Regions from separate parts of the Mus musculus genome. Here regions 2 and 3 are each linked to region 1. The links are chromatin contacts, called in public Hi-C and HiChIP or PLAC-seq maps. All regions are on one chromosome and are shown on one strand. Each heading gives the region's core, a stretch centred on a gene start, on an enhancer-like site or on the middle of the called end of the contact. The rest is flanking DNA. Distances are from core to core; before and after follow the strand shown.

Evidence for each region. HiChIP or PLAC-seq counts read pairs in DNA pulled down with a chosen protein or histone mark. Hi-C and Micro-C count contacts between places; a contact is called where the count stands out from the background.
Region 2: a contact with region 1 is called in a Hi-C map of bone marrow-derived macrophages, with 12 read pairs. The contact joins two enhancer-like sites. A contact is called at or near these places in 1 of 15 datasets of contacts at CTCF or cohesin (the NIH/3T3 cell line), 2 of 484 Hi-C or Micro-C datasets (CD8 T cells and bone marrow-derived macrophages), 1 of 115 datasets of contacts at active chromatin or transcription factors (effector CD8 T cells) and 1 of 9 other capture datasets (embryonic stem cells).
Region 3: a contact with region 1 is called in a CTCF HiChIP or PLAC-seq map of the NIH/3T3 cell line, with 11 read pairs. The contact joins two enhancer-like sites.

Annotation. Positions count from the first base shown.
Region 1 is chr10:96,235,939-96,240,689 of GRCm38.p6, reverse strand. The region is part of intron 1 of 4930459C07Rik (RIKEN cDNA 4930459C07 gene); the gene reads right to left. All of the region lies in intron 2 of Gm40747 (a long non-coding RNA gene), which reads left to right. Among named protein-coding and RNA genes, the nearest start is that of 4930459C07Rik, 12 kb to the right of the region's middle. Within about 2 kb of position 2,834, at least 75 of the 459 cell types and tissues checked have an H3K27ac peak or open chromatin away from gene starts, as enhancers often do. A contact at or near this core is called in CD8 T cells, the NIH/3T3 cell line and bone marrow-derived macrophages, where this site is marked.
Region 2 is chr10:96,869,294-96,874,044 of GRCm38.p6, reverse strand. No RefSeq gene overlaps it. Among named protein-coding and RNA genes, the nearest start is that of Gm46240, 30 kb to the left of the region's middle. Within about 2 kb of position 2,379, at least 84 of the 459 cell types and tissues checked have an H3K27ac peak or open chromatin away from gene starts, as enhancers often do. A contact at or near this core is called in CD8 T cells, the NIH/3T3 cell line and bone marrow-derived macrophages, where this site is marked.
Region 3 is chr10:96,804,066-96,808,816 of GRCm38.p6, reverse strand. No RefSeq gene overlaps it. Among named protein-coding and RNA genes, the nearest start is that of Gm33897, 91 kb to the right of the region's middle. Within about 2 kb of position 2,041, at least 40 of the 459 cell types and tissues checked have an H3K27ac peak or open chromatin away from gene starts, as enhancers often do. A contact at or near this core is called in the NIH/3T3 cell line, where this site is marked.

The DNA.
Region 1 (4,751 bases), core at 1,585-4,084:
AAAAAAAAAGATCATGGCCTCTCCGAAGAGTTGATAATAACATGTTTTCCTCCGTGTTTCTAGTGAGCTAATATTTCAGCCTTCTGAAGTTTATTTTGATCACCAGTTATTAACTTGTGGTATTTAGTTGAATTTTTCAAAACAATAAAAAATTAGAATATTAAATAATATATACTAAATAGTTTCTTATTACTTTTTATAAAATATCCTGTGATTCTGTGTGTGTGTGTGTGTGTGTGTGGTGAGTGAGCACAAGCATTCTCATTCCCAGGGAGGTGTATCTCAATGGAGGCCAGAGGAAGGCATCAAGCACCCTGTTTTGTTGTCCTCTGCCTTATTTACCAGGCTGGTGGCCAGCAAGCCCCAGTGACCCTCTTGTTTTCTGTCCTCCCAGACACTTGGGATTATAGGTGCACATGTGACTGCATCTACTATTTTATATGGATTCTAGGGTTTAAGTCCAGTTTTCATACTTTCACAGAAAGAGCTCTTCCTGACTGAGCCATCACCCTAGCCTTCATATCTGCCTGGTTCCTACAGAGTCATTCATTAGGATTGGTCCTGGACTCACTTCTAATACCAAGGTCTTCAGATGATCCACTCCTTTGCCAGACACTATGTCTCCATGTAACCAGTAGGAGCCTGTATGGAAATAAACACAGCCACCAATATGAGTCTTTCTGCCATGGTGAAATGAACCCTGAGTACTGAGCTACTTCTCCTTCAGCTTTGCCTCATCGTGAACAGACTGGAGGAGTTGAGACCTCCATTCTCTATCTTGTAAGCATAGTTTCAAGACAATGGCTTCCTCCAAAGGGGAGAGATGGGATGCTAGGACAGAGAAAGAAGGCATAGGGAAATGCAAAGTATTGATGCTATTCTGAACCTTGGGTTTGGGGTAGCTTCCTAGGAGAAGATTATTACTGCCTTTTGTAATGCATATGTATATATCTTATTTAGAATATATAACTTTGAATAAAATATAAATTAGAAATAATAAACAAAAACATTCTCAGTGCCAATTTTAAAAAAAATGCACAGGATCATTCAATTAATAATTTCTGTTCCCTTCACCTGGTCTCATTCTTACAATGACAGAAAAAGTACCTACCAAGCCCAAGCCAAGCCTCTCCCAGGGATTGCTGGGAATAAGTTCTGAGAGTTGGCAGATTTACTTAGAGCCCTTTCTTTGTGGTGGAAATGAACTGAAGCATCTTCCTTTAAGAGTTGGCCTTCCTTTTGTGAAAGCAAAGATGTGGGCAAATTTACAAAGAAGGCCATTTTCCTGCAGGTGCTTCCTACACACCGCAAAGGTCAAGAACGCAACTTAGTTCTTTTTCTAATATCCTAAGGGAACTAATGCAGTTCCTTGTACTTAGTAGGTGGACAACTAATTGCAAATCAATGTATGAATGAAGAAGTCTGGCCTCACAGTTTCCAGGAAAACTTGTAAATGTCACTCTTGAAATGGTAACATGATTCGCAACCTACTGAACGCTTCATAATGAACCACCCACAGACAGAGTTTAGTATGAATATCTCCTATGTTCCTCAAATCCTTTGTGACCTATGGACACAATTGTTAAATGTGAGTCATGATCTGGCCACGGCTCCCACACAATGGGTATTTTTAATGCTCCTGCATTTCCTGAAGTCAAGCTTTCAGGAAATGGTTTTTGCAATAATGACCTCACCCTCCCTGTATCCCCTTACCCCCACCACAGAATCCCAGAATAGCTGAACAGGTGTCCAAGTACCTAGAATTACCCAAGAAACTTCACAACCTACCTTCTGTTTTCTGTCAAAGTCACAAAGCTAACTTGTTCCTTAGAGCTCTAAAGGAATATGTCCATGAACCAGGCCTGCTCATATTTATGTGTTATTTATATCTAGATACAGTTTGTTCTTGATGCTGGCAGTATCTGCACAGAACTAAGCCAGTATAACAGTTAAAGTATAGGTTCCAGAATTCAACAGCCCATGGATCCAAATTACACAAGTGACATAAGTCTGTCACTGTGTATACGGCTTTAGGCAAATAATTTGGCCTTTCAGAGCCTCAACAGTCGCATCTGCAAAGTGGGAATATAGAAGCATTTCTTGGACTATGATGAAAAATCAGATAATAGAGCACATGTAAACCACTGGGCTCCTCTTCTGGCACACAGTAAGTGTGGAAGCTTGCCAGTTCTTACGGCTGTGTGGTTTCCCCATCTCTCAAGCCCTGTCATTCACTGGGACAATGTCAACCACATTGTGGTCACCGGGACTGCTTAGCATTCATGGGGGGGCAGGATGCCTTCAGAACCCTCAGCCCCAGTCCAGTCTGAGGAGCACTGTCTAACTACTCTTTTAGAATCAAAGCCCATAAGGAAGCCTACGTGTAAGAACTGAAGGAAGGTTATACTATCTGGGAACACTTCAGTTTCAAAGCAAGCAGAGACGTCCCCCCACATGAGTGGGAAGAGGGGCATTTGTAGTATGACCTAAGCCCCCTGGTAAAAGTCTTTATAGCATTAAACCATGTGGTAAAACTTAATTAGAAGGGATTATATTTTTCAGAGCTCTATTAACTTGGGAACCCAAAGGCAAAGAAGGTTATTAAATGGCCACCCGATTATGGGAAACAAAATCCTGCTAGTCAACCAGACCAGCTGACAAACTTCCCAAGGGCTTATCTGAGACCCTCCAAACAGCACAAGTAACTAACTACTAAGAGGCGAGATCTGACTCATCACAGTTGTCTTGGAAGTCAGACGGTAGTACCTTAGACATCAGGGCAGAGGTTGTGATTCATGCATCATGTCCTCAAGTCACCAACCATCAACTCAGTGGATGAGCACAAAGAAAGCTGTCCCAGAAGCCCCTAAGAATGACTTCACTACTCATTGTCACAGATCACAGAGTGCTATCCTCATGGCAAGGTTGAGAAACACGGCGGTAGTCATCATCTGGGCACTGGCAATCAGTGATCCACTAGTTGGCTCAGACTGAGGCAAAATTTTGGTGGGCATTTCATGAAAATAGACCCCTTGAGGTCTCCTGTTTCAGAAGATTGAGGATCAACAACAAAAGAACATCAATCCATACCTAAATGGCATTTCACAGCCCTCAAAATAATAAGCTGTCTACGTAGACTGCTGAGAGATGCTTCCAGCAGTTAACACTCACTGGCTGTCCCAGGAAGAGAACAATTCCTAAGGTCTCTCTATGAAGGGCAGCACTTTACATAAGAAATGGCCAGTGTATAATCTTACTTAGCTTTATTCTTCCTGGACCCAGTATCGGGAGCTACCTTTTGCCCTTACTTGGGGGAAATAAGAAATAAGGCAATTAATACTTCCATGAATAAACAAGGAGGATTAGTGCAAAGCACAAGTACCTCTCCAGTTTTCATGAGGATAACCTACTCTACATGACCACAAGCAGGGCGTATTAGACATCTGAGCATCATTTTCCTTACCCGCAAATCTTTTCTCGAAGAAATGTTTTGTGGGTTTCTTTGAATGGTTCCACTCTGACTCATTGTTCATTATTCCAAAACCAAGTTGGTCAAGACTTAGCAAGCTTGCTGCAAAGTACCCAATGTGGGTCACAATCTTGAATTTTTTAAGGGGAAAGGAAAACATGGGTGTGTAGTCAGTGCTGATTCTGTCTGTGGGCCATATCTGGTCATCTTCCAGGAGGAAAAAAAAAAAAAAAAAAAGCACTTGGAGACACAGAGAACACGTGGAGGCTGCCCTTTACATTAGAAGCCCCAAAGTCCCGACTTGTGATGTCTGAACATTGAAAGAGGCCTCAGAACCCTGCCTGATATAGCTGTCTCTTGTGAGACTATAACGGGGCCTAGCAAACACAGAAGTGGATGCTCACAGTCAACTATTGGAGGGATCACAGGGCCCCCAATGGAGGAGCTAGAGAAAGTACCCAAGGAACTAAAGGGATCTGCAACCCTATAGGTGGAACAACATTATGAACTAACCAGTACCCCGGAGCTCTTGACTCTAGCTGCATATGTATCAAAAGATGGCCTAGTCGGCCATCACTGGAAAGAGAGGCCCATTGGACTTGCAAACTTTATATGCCCCAGTACAGAGGAACGTCAGGGCCAAAAAGTGGGAGTGGGTGGATAGGGGAGTGGGGGGAGGGTATGGGGGACTTTGGGGATGGCATTGGAAATGTAAATGAGGAAAATGCCTAATTAAAAAAAAAGAAATAAAAAGCTTTTGATGAGAAAAAGAAAGAAAGAAAGAAAGAAAGAAAGAAAGAAAGAAAGGAAGGAAGGAAGGAAGGAAGGAAGGAAGGAAGGAAGGAAGGAAGAAAGAAAGAAAGAAAGAAAGAAAGAAAGAAAGAAAGAAAGAAAGAAAGAAAGAAAGAAAGAGGCCTCAGAGTATTCCAGCCTGTGCTCATAGAGCGCGCTATTTATAGCATTTAGTCTAGGCTCCGCCCCACAGTTACCTGGCAACTACCAGTTGTGCCTGACTCACCATAAAAGGGGCTGCTTGCCTCCTCCACTCTCTCTTGCTCTCTTGCTCCTTCTTTCTCCCCACCCCCTCCCTCCCTCTCTTTTCCATCCACCTTGAAAACCCTCTCCTCTGAATTAAAGCCAATGTTTATCTCATTCATCTGGGGGCTTCGCCATTGTTTTTAGGTTTATTTGTTTTTACATTACGTGTGTGACTGTTTTCCCTGCATGTGCATGTATGCTCACCGCATTTGTGCCTTGTATCTGTAGAGGTCAGAAGAGAGAG
Region 2 (4,751 bases), core at 1,130-3,629, 630 kb before region 1:
AATTGCAGCCAAAGCTGTCAATTCTGCGTGTGCATGGGCTTAAGAACAACTGGAACACTCATATGTTTCCGATGAAAAGGGAAAATGCAAAATAAATATAAATAAATAAATAAATAAATAAATAATAAAAAATAAGGTGGTGCAAGACTTTTGAGCAGTCACTAACCAGTTTAAAGACATATTTGTTCTTTGACATCCACAATCTCACTCCTATTTACCAGAGAAAAATGTAATTTTTTCCATGTGAATATCTCTATAACATTGTCCACAGTAGCTTTTATGTGTGATCATTTCAAATAGGAATGGCTTAGGTGTGAAAGAATGGAGAAGCCCATATAGTGTGCACCTTTATTGGAATGTTTGAAAACACAAAGGAAGTAACTGAATAAGCCCATAAATGTGTGGCCTAAATGTATCTTCCACATCCAACTTTGGGAACAGAAGCCAGGCACAAAGGAGTCTTTGCTGTGGTTCCGTTTCTATAAAATTCTCCAAGTGAGAAACCTAAAGCATAGCTTTGCAAAAGGGAAAACGGATCTCACCAATCCGTGACGGCTTCTTGAAAGGGCAAGAGGGACTGCCTGGGAGGAGATACAGGAGAGATTCCTGTGGTAGGAAGAACTATATGGGTTTTAGATGTTGTTAGAATGCAGGTCACATAACCACATGTGTTGATCAAGATTACAGCAAAGATCATTGTGTTTTAGTGGATGCGATTTTCATCTCCAAAACAACCAACCAGCAAACGAACCAACAACCAACCAAACCAACCAAATTATCTACAGAAATAGAGCTGTGGCGATAGCTAGGTCATAAGATGCTTGCCATGCAATCACATGGACTTGAATTTGACCCCCCACAGCACCCACCTAAAAAGAAAACACCAGGTACAACAGTGCATGCCTGTAATCCGCCAGAGTGTTGGAGACAAGAAGATTCCTGGAGCTTGCAGATGATAATATGGCCAAATCTATAAGCTCTATGTGCAGGCAACAAGCCTGCCTGAAAAATAAGAAAATGGCCAGATATGGTGGGATATGTCTTTAATCCCAGCTCTTTCATTAAAGGCAGATTTCTGTGATTGAAGGCCAGGTTGCTGTATATAGTGAAACGGTACCTCAGAGAGAGAGAGAGAGAGAGAGAGAGAGAGATTAAGAGAGCGAGTGAGAGAGAGAGAGAGAGTTTTCTTCCATCACAGTTTCAACAGAATTTTACCAACAACCACATAAACTCCAGAAATTATAAGAACAAAATTATAATCCCATCTAGGTGTGGCACATGCCAGGAACACCAGAACTCGGGGGTTTTCAGGATGGAGAATGAGGTTTGCACCTACAGAATAAGTTTGAAGCCAACCTGGGCTACCGGAGACACTGCAAAGCACACTTGACTGTCCATTGTTTCGGGGTCACTGACTGTGCAGCCTGCAGGCTAGATTAGAAAATGAATGAATACCTTTCTCCTTCTCTTCTCATTCCTTCCATTGTTCCAAGAGCTCTAGCCCTTTCTCTTTTCTCAGTTTTCTTGTTTTAAACATTCAGCGATGGTGCTCTTCAAAGACTCTTCCCTTTACCTGAAACCTCTCATCATTTTTGATGTTCATTGAGTATATTGCAGCGTCCAGCCCAGCATAGCTCTTCCTCTCCCAGAGCCTTGTCTAATTAACACAGTGGAGTCCAGTCCTCCCTGTTAAGTATTTCCTCCTCTCTGTTCTCTTTCCATCTACCGCTTCATGAGTTATAACATTATGTATGTATCTTATATGTACATATATATATATATTACTGTATTATGTTATATTATGATATATTGTAATAACTGTTTTTATATCCCTTAAACTAAGACATTGATCACTACTCAGCAGCCTCTCAGCCACTCTGTAAGTAGTTATGGGCTCATGTGCATACTGCTCCTCACTAAAATACTCCTGGGATTTAGTCAGTATTTATCCTCAGAGCCTTATATAGCTGCTATACAATGAATTAGGCATGTTTCCTGTCTGTCTCAGAGGAGAAAAAGTTGCACACCACCAAAACATACAAGAACATGGCCTCTGTCTCATGTGGTCTGTCGGTGAGTCACAGGGCTCAGACTTATGAAGGCTCGGAAACCTGGATTCCTCATCTTTTTCCTCCCTACTGTGTATCTGAAGGAACAATATCTTTCCATCTTTACCAAGGAGGCCAGGATAAGAAAGGAAGGTGGAGCTTCTTATCTTTCAGGTAGTTCGGATGACCGACATTCCCAAGAAGCCATTACTGTTTGTGAGCCAACCATCACATGAAATATCTGAAAAGATCAGAGGAAAGGGCAGGCCACAGATGGGGTGGGGTTGTTGACCCTGCATGTGGCTGCCTTGCGCTGTGAGTCAGACACCCACATCCTGTCCACTCTGGCTCACTCTTGTTCTCGTTTTAAGAGCTCTATCAAAGAGATGAAGCCTTACGCCTTCAGAAGGCTTCTGTTACTTTTTGGCAAAAAGAAAATATATGTGTGCATTCTGTAGAAGTCTACCAAATGTGGGTCTCTCTCTTTCTCTCTTTCTCTCTCTCTCTCTTTCTCTCTCTCTCTCTCTCTCTCTCTCACACACACACACACACACACACACACACATACACAAACACAGGCTTGGAAGCCTGGGCCACAGAACAAACAGTAACTCCACACACTAAGTCATTTGGTATTAATTAAACACTGTTCTCTTTAAAGAAATGGCATCTATTTAGTTTGAGCCAATACCATTCAAATAAACTTACAAAGAATTATAAAGTATTTATTAATATTAACCTTGACTTTAATTTTAAACCAATTAGACATTTTGTTCTGGCTGATTCTCTGAGCTTACAAAAGTTTATATTGCAGGATATAAAGTTCTGATTATGTTTGACATCGCTCCTTGTTTTTAAACTTTATCCATTTGCATTCTCAGGTTAAAAAAATAATCAGACAACTGTCTCAATGTAGTTCTTCATATTTACTCTTTTTTTTTTCCAATTGCAGTTCTGGAAGGGAGGAGGGAAAAAGAAAGAGAGTTTTAAAAAGAGGAATTAAGTTAAGGCTCAGGAGAAATCTATTCTGTTATTCCAGTTTGAAATATTTATTCTTTTCATGTGGCTGTCAATCAATTACGGACAACATTTGATAGCTCCCTGGGTATCTTAAATAAGAGTCACAGACAAACATCGCACTTGGAAGCCATCTCACAGGAAGACTTAAGGACATGCTTCTTGGCCTCTGCTGAATTTGTTGGAGCTATGTCGCTTGGCGCTCATGTGGCTTCCCAACAATACCTCCATCTTGACAAGATGAAAGGCTCTGGTGTTCCTAATCTACTGTAGGCATCTGCTAGTTCTGCCTCTTCATTTCATCTTACCTTCTTCTCCAGTCTAGTTTAGTTATTTTTCTCACCTCACATCCCCTTTTCATTTAATTTCCCAGAATAAAGACATTGCACCTGAGATTCTCTCTTCTATCTCCCATAATCAGCTTCCAAATGCTGACACCATTGCATACACTAGCAAGATTTTGCTGAAAGGACCCAGATATAGCTGTCTCTTGTGAGACTATGCCGGGGCCTAGCAAACACAGAAGTGGATGCTCACAGTCAGCTATTGGATGGATCACAGTGCCCCCAATGGAGGAGCTAGAGAAAGTACCCAAGGAACTAAAGGGAACTGCAACCCTATAGGTGGAACAACAATATGAACTAACCAGTACCCCGGAGCTCTTGTCTCTAGCTGCATATGTATCAAAAGATGGCCTAGTCGGCCATCACTGCAAAGAGAGGCCCATTGGACTTGCAAACTTTATATGCCTCAGTACAGGGCGACGCCAGGGCCAAAAAGGGGGAGTGGGTGGGTAGGGGATTGTGGAGGTGGGTATGGGGGACTTTTGGGATAGTATTGGAAATGTAAACGAGGAAAATACCTAATTAAAAAAAGAAAAAAAGACATTGCAGAGTTGGAGCTAGAGATCCCATGTACGGTAGTGTCATGCCCCATCAGTTTCACAACGTGTTGCCTCAGTTTCAGTGGGATGCTTAGAAAGCTCCTACTGATTTTCCTCATTAAATACAATGAGAAAGATACTTTGTAAAGCTATGCTCAGACTGCCATCCAGAACATTCTGTACTTCATGTCTGTTCGTATGATATGAACCTTATTAGCATTTAGATTCATACTAAAGTATAATCTGGCCAGACCATGTGATGGTACAGAAGGTAAATAGAGGTATGTGAGAAGCAGTCAATCCCTCATTTCTGCCAGTTAATCTCTAAAACCCAACAGCTAATCAGTAAATATCACATCTTCACTTGTTAAACATTAACATCCTTTTGAGATGCAGGTATACCAAGTGATAAAACATTTTGACACCCCCCCAAAGTGATATTTGCTATAGTTCAGATATGGAAAGAGTCTTATTTTGTTTCTAAAGCTTTTGTTTTGTTTTTGTTGCATTCTGTCTTCACTCTTGTGTTAGATGAATCAAAGTAAACAAATGAAGTGCCATGTGATTATGAATTGAAAACATTGTAAATCCAAGGGGATAGAAAGAAAGATTGAATGACCAGTATTTATTCAACTCTTAAGAAAGATCACCAGTGGAAAAGATAGGGAAGGTCTGAAGGAGCTGTTTGCAACCCCATAGGAAGAAGGATAGTATCAGTTAACCAGACCCCTCAGAGCTACCAGGGACTAAACCACCAACCAAAGAGTATATACATGGGTGGGTCTATGGCTCCCTCTACATAT
Region 3 (4,751 bases), core at 792-3,291, 570 kb before region 1:
GCCAGCATCTGCTGTCACCTGAATTTTTGATCTTAGCCATTCTGACTGGTGTGAGATGGAATCTCAAGGTTGTTTTGATTTGCATTTCCCTGATGATTAAGGATGTTGAACATTTTTTCAGGTGTGAAACTATCCCTTAATAGTTCTCATTGGATTTTTTGAGACAGGGTCTCACTGAACCTGGAACTCAGCCATTCATCTAGACTAGCTGGCTAGGAATTCCTACTCTACTCTGTCTGTCTCCCCAGCACTAAGATTGTGTGTGTGTGTGTGTGTGTGTGTGTGTGTGTGTGTGTGTGTGTGTGTGTGTGTGAATGCTCAGGTTTTGGATTTTATGTGGCTGACAGAGATTCAAAATTCAAAATTCAAGTCCTTACGTGCTCCCAATTTTGCCATGTTTAAAGCTTATTTTCACCTAAATATTTTTTCTCTTTGCTGTTCTTTGGCATGTTGGCATCCTTCGTGGTTCAAATCAGATGTTAGCTTCTTTCTGAAGCTCTTTGTGATCCCTTTACTGTAGACTGTTTTTCCTATACCTGGAGCACTTGCCTTCTATCACTTAAGACCCTGTGCTGTGGTTGAGTGTGTACATGTGTGTTCCTGTGTGCATCCTAAGCACCCTCCAAAAATCATGTTTTCCTGGACCTGCTTCTGTTTGCCACAGAGTTCTGTGAACCACATAATAAAGGGTACACTGAACTTTGCAATCAAATGTGTCAAAGAGCCAGTGCAGAGCGGAATATAATGTGCCACAGAAAAACAGTGAGAATGGACTTCAGACTTCATGCAGAGACGTACTAGAAGAAAGAGGAGGAAGAGAGAGGGAAAAGGACGCTGTTGGTTTCTAGCAGTGTGGACATAGAGACAACCCAAACACAAATGCATCTCAATGACTATGTCAAGTACCCAGCCACTAATAATTCCCAAGCAAAAACCCATTGGCAAAATTGAACAGGACCACCCATGAGCAGCTATGAAGCCCTTATCAAAAAACAATAAAAACTATAATATTATTCTCTTGATGAGAACACTCACAAGTAACACTAGAAAAATAGCTGGCATATATATATATATATATATATATATATAAAACCTTTCCCTCGACCTTTGTCTATGTCTGTCTATTTATACCAAACATGTGGAAGGCCAGTACCGTGCTTCTCTTCTCTTTGCTAAGGTAGACAATCTGGATTTATTTTGCATTTATCACCGTTAAACATTTTGGTTGAGCTTTACCCTAAAACCAATGTTATGATTCTCTTCACCTTGTCTGAGACTCAGCTCAGTCAGGAATGCAATCGGCTTCTTCCCCAGAAGCAAGGAGTTCTAAGGAGCAAGGTGAGACAGGAAGACAATCATGTTAAGAGGGTTTTTTTGTTTGTTTGTTTGTTTGTTTGTTTGTTTTAAATGTGCAGATTTTAATTTTGGTTGAACAACATAATGAAGTCTATTAAGATCTCAGCTTGTCTGTGAGACTTTTATTTCAATAGAGCCCTGTTGATTTGAAATCATACCTTTGTTTCAAAGGGCAAATTGTTCGAGTTATGTCGGCATTTTAAGGTTGTCTTTTTCTCCCCGATGGAAATATATTGTGTTTGACCAAAAGATGGTCTTCAATGACTAAAATAAAAAAATAACACAGAGAGGGTTGTTGCCGAGGTGCATTTACTTTAAACTATATGCAGTCTCTAAAGTACTTAGATGCATAAAGTTATTACCCCTATATTATTGCTATCTATCATCCCAACTGCTAATAAGATTCCTTAGATATGCTGAACTAAAGCGCTAAGCCATTGTTGAGGCTTTTCCTGTCATTCCACACTCAGCCACCTCTGGGGCGGGCTCCCTCCTTCTCGCCCCCCCCCCCCGCCCCCACTGCAGTTTCTTTCACTTGTGTAGACCCAGCGTTCACAGGAAAAAGAAGCCTAAGTGACAGCAAAGCCCAAGGCTTGGCTGATCAACCAAACAGGCCTGTGTGTCTTACTCCTGGGGAAGCCTATAACTATCAGAAACATTCTCCTCTCCTTAGTCATCTGTTAGTCAGGCCACGCTTGCCAGCCCCTTTCCTTCTCCTTTGGCACGAACATCTTCAGTTTCATCTTTGTCTGTGGTATATGTGGTGTAAAGTTGAAATGTATTTTGGACCTTGGTTACATTCTGCTTCACACACACTAAATCCATGTCTCCCTGTAACAGTTAAAATGAACACAGTTGCGACTGGAGAGATGGCTCAGCAGCTGACTACAGTTGTTACTTCTATAGAGGAGTGGAGTTTAGCACACAGTTCAGTTGATAAAACATTCTGTAACTCCCGCTCCAGGTGAGCATACATTCTCCTCTGGCTTCTAAGTCCTCATATATGCACACTTCACACATTCAGAGAGATACACGTGTACATAAATAAATAATAAACATCTTTTTTTTTAATTAACAGTTTTCATTTCTGGATCGATATAAATTGAACACTCTATTGATTCAAAAATTTGTGTATACTATTTCTTTTTAAATTTGTAATATTTATTGATTGATTTATTGACTGGTTTATTTATGTGATAGAGTAAGGCATGTCCCACAGCATATGTGTCAGTCAGAGAAAACCTCGTGGGAGTTCATTCTCTTGTTCTATTCTGTGGGTTACAGGGTTGAGCTTCTGTCCTCAGACCTAGCATCAAGCACCTTTATCCACTGGGACATCTCACTGGCCCCATTCTTGGTACTTTGAGAAAAGGTTTTCATCTGTATATTCTTCTATTTCCATTTAAATGCAAAATTTCCATTGTGTTTACGTAAGCAACTCAAATCATTGACATAGGAAGCAGTTCAGAGAGTATGGAAGTACGAATGAGGGATGTCTTCACAGATCACAATGTAATCTGTTCTATGCAGATGAACTCAACTTTTCACACCATCAGGATTTCATCACAAAAGATGGGCCTGCCTGAGATACTGCTCATGAAAAGTCAATAACTGCTTTTAAAACAAACATAATTCTGACTTTTGGGAAAAGCCCATCTATCTTTGTGGGCCTTTTTCTTCAAAGTAGCTTCTAATAATTGCAGATGAGTGTGTTTATTCCTTCAGTGAGGCACGTGTATTGCTTCTTAACATCTTCTAGGAGAAAGATTGGCAAGTTAGAGGAGATGAGTAGAATTATCTTCAAAATTTGTTTCATTTCTCATCTTTGTTTTTTGCTCTTTGAGTAATGCAAGTATGGAAAAAGTAGCATTTTGTATGTTAAAGCAGAGAGGATTTTAGAGCAGAAACCTAGCCCTGCTGTAAATTACAACACTTCAGGATTGCATGTTCCACATAATGAAGGACAAGAAAGGTTTTTTAATGAGTGTTCTAAAAGGGCATCACTCATAGCAATGACGGAGCTAGCCGTTTCATTACTGGTCTCATTAGTTCACATGAGTAATTTGAAGGATTATTCTCTGTTAATGTCAGAGAAGGAAACTGAGAGGCTTCGAAATGATACCAAGACACACAACATAAGGATTTTACCCTCTTGTTCCTGAGTGACCATTGGTTCATAAATCCAGCTAAGCCACCGAAAAAGTTTTCATCTAAGCTGAATACTCCATAAGACCACATACGAGAGATATTATTAAACTAAAAGACCTGATGTCTTAGGCCTCTTAATATATCTCCTCCCCGATTTTATGTTCCAGCTCCCAAGACTTTTGTATCCTATTTTGGGGTGCTGGAAATACCTTCAGCTTAGTGTCATATTTTTGCCTGAGTCCGATAATTTATTCCTAACTATACATGCTTCTCTCTGGTTGTTTAAAAAAATATTTTGATAAATGGATGTAGAAAAAAAAAAGAGAAACAGAAAAAGAATGTCTTATGTCTACAAGTAAGTCAAAGCTCTGAATCTCCCAGATGATACAGTGACTATCTGCTAGGGCACGCAGTGGTCTCATTTTATGGCTCCTCTCACAATTAGTTGTGTTCGGTGACTTCAGCACTATGTCAAACTATATGTCATGACAAAGATGGTTCAGAATTTACCGTGATTTGCTTCTAGAAGACAGTGTACCTTACAAATGAAAGAAAATGATCCTACATCATCAGAATGTAAAGAGAGCTGGCCAAGGGAAAAGCACTCTCCTAGCCCCTCGAGGGAATATTTGCTAAGCCCAGAATAACCAAACTAAAACCTTTTTTTTTTCCAAAGAGGTCAGAGTCCAGCGGAGAAATGGGAATGAATATAAATCATGATTATACAAAGCCTGGCTTATGTGGCAGAAACACTGTCTAAACAGTGATTCATTCTGACAGGGGTAGGGGTTGAGAAAAGCTTCCCAGAAGGAAGTAACATTGACTTTGGCCTCAGAGGATCAATTAAGCAGAGAAAAGAAAAAGACCCTGAAGGCTGGGATTGGCCCTTGGCAATAAAGATGCAGACTCTGGACGAAAAAAGTCGGACAGTATTTAAATGGCAAAACTTTATTTTTTTTTTAATATGGGTGAAACATGGCGATGTAGAGGCATGTGCCCAAATGAAAGGAAATGGTGAGACAAGACCCTGAGAGTCTGAGTAACTGATGGCAATAAAACTCTATTATTTAATAATAGATGCAGTAAGCCGGGAAAACCGGTTTCTTTGTGTTTAGCTAGGATGTTGCTGGTGATGGTATCTAAGCACCAGGAGGCTAACAGGAGGCTGCAGGCAAACCAGTGAGAACCCATTTGCAACTGTTTAGGGAAAAGCAAATGAGGAAAAAGCAAAAGCAGAGCCTGATTGT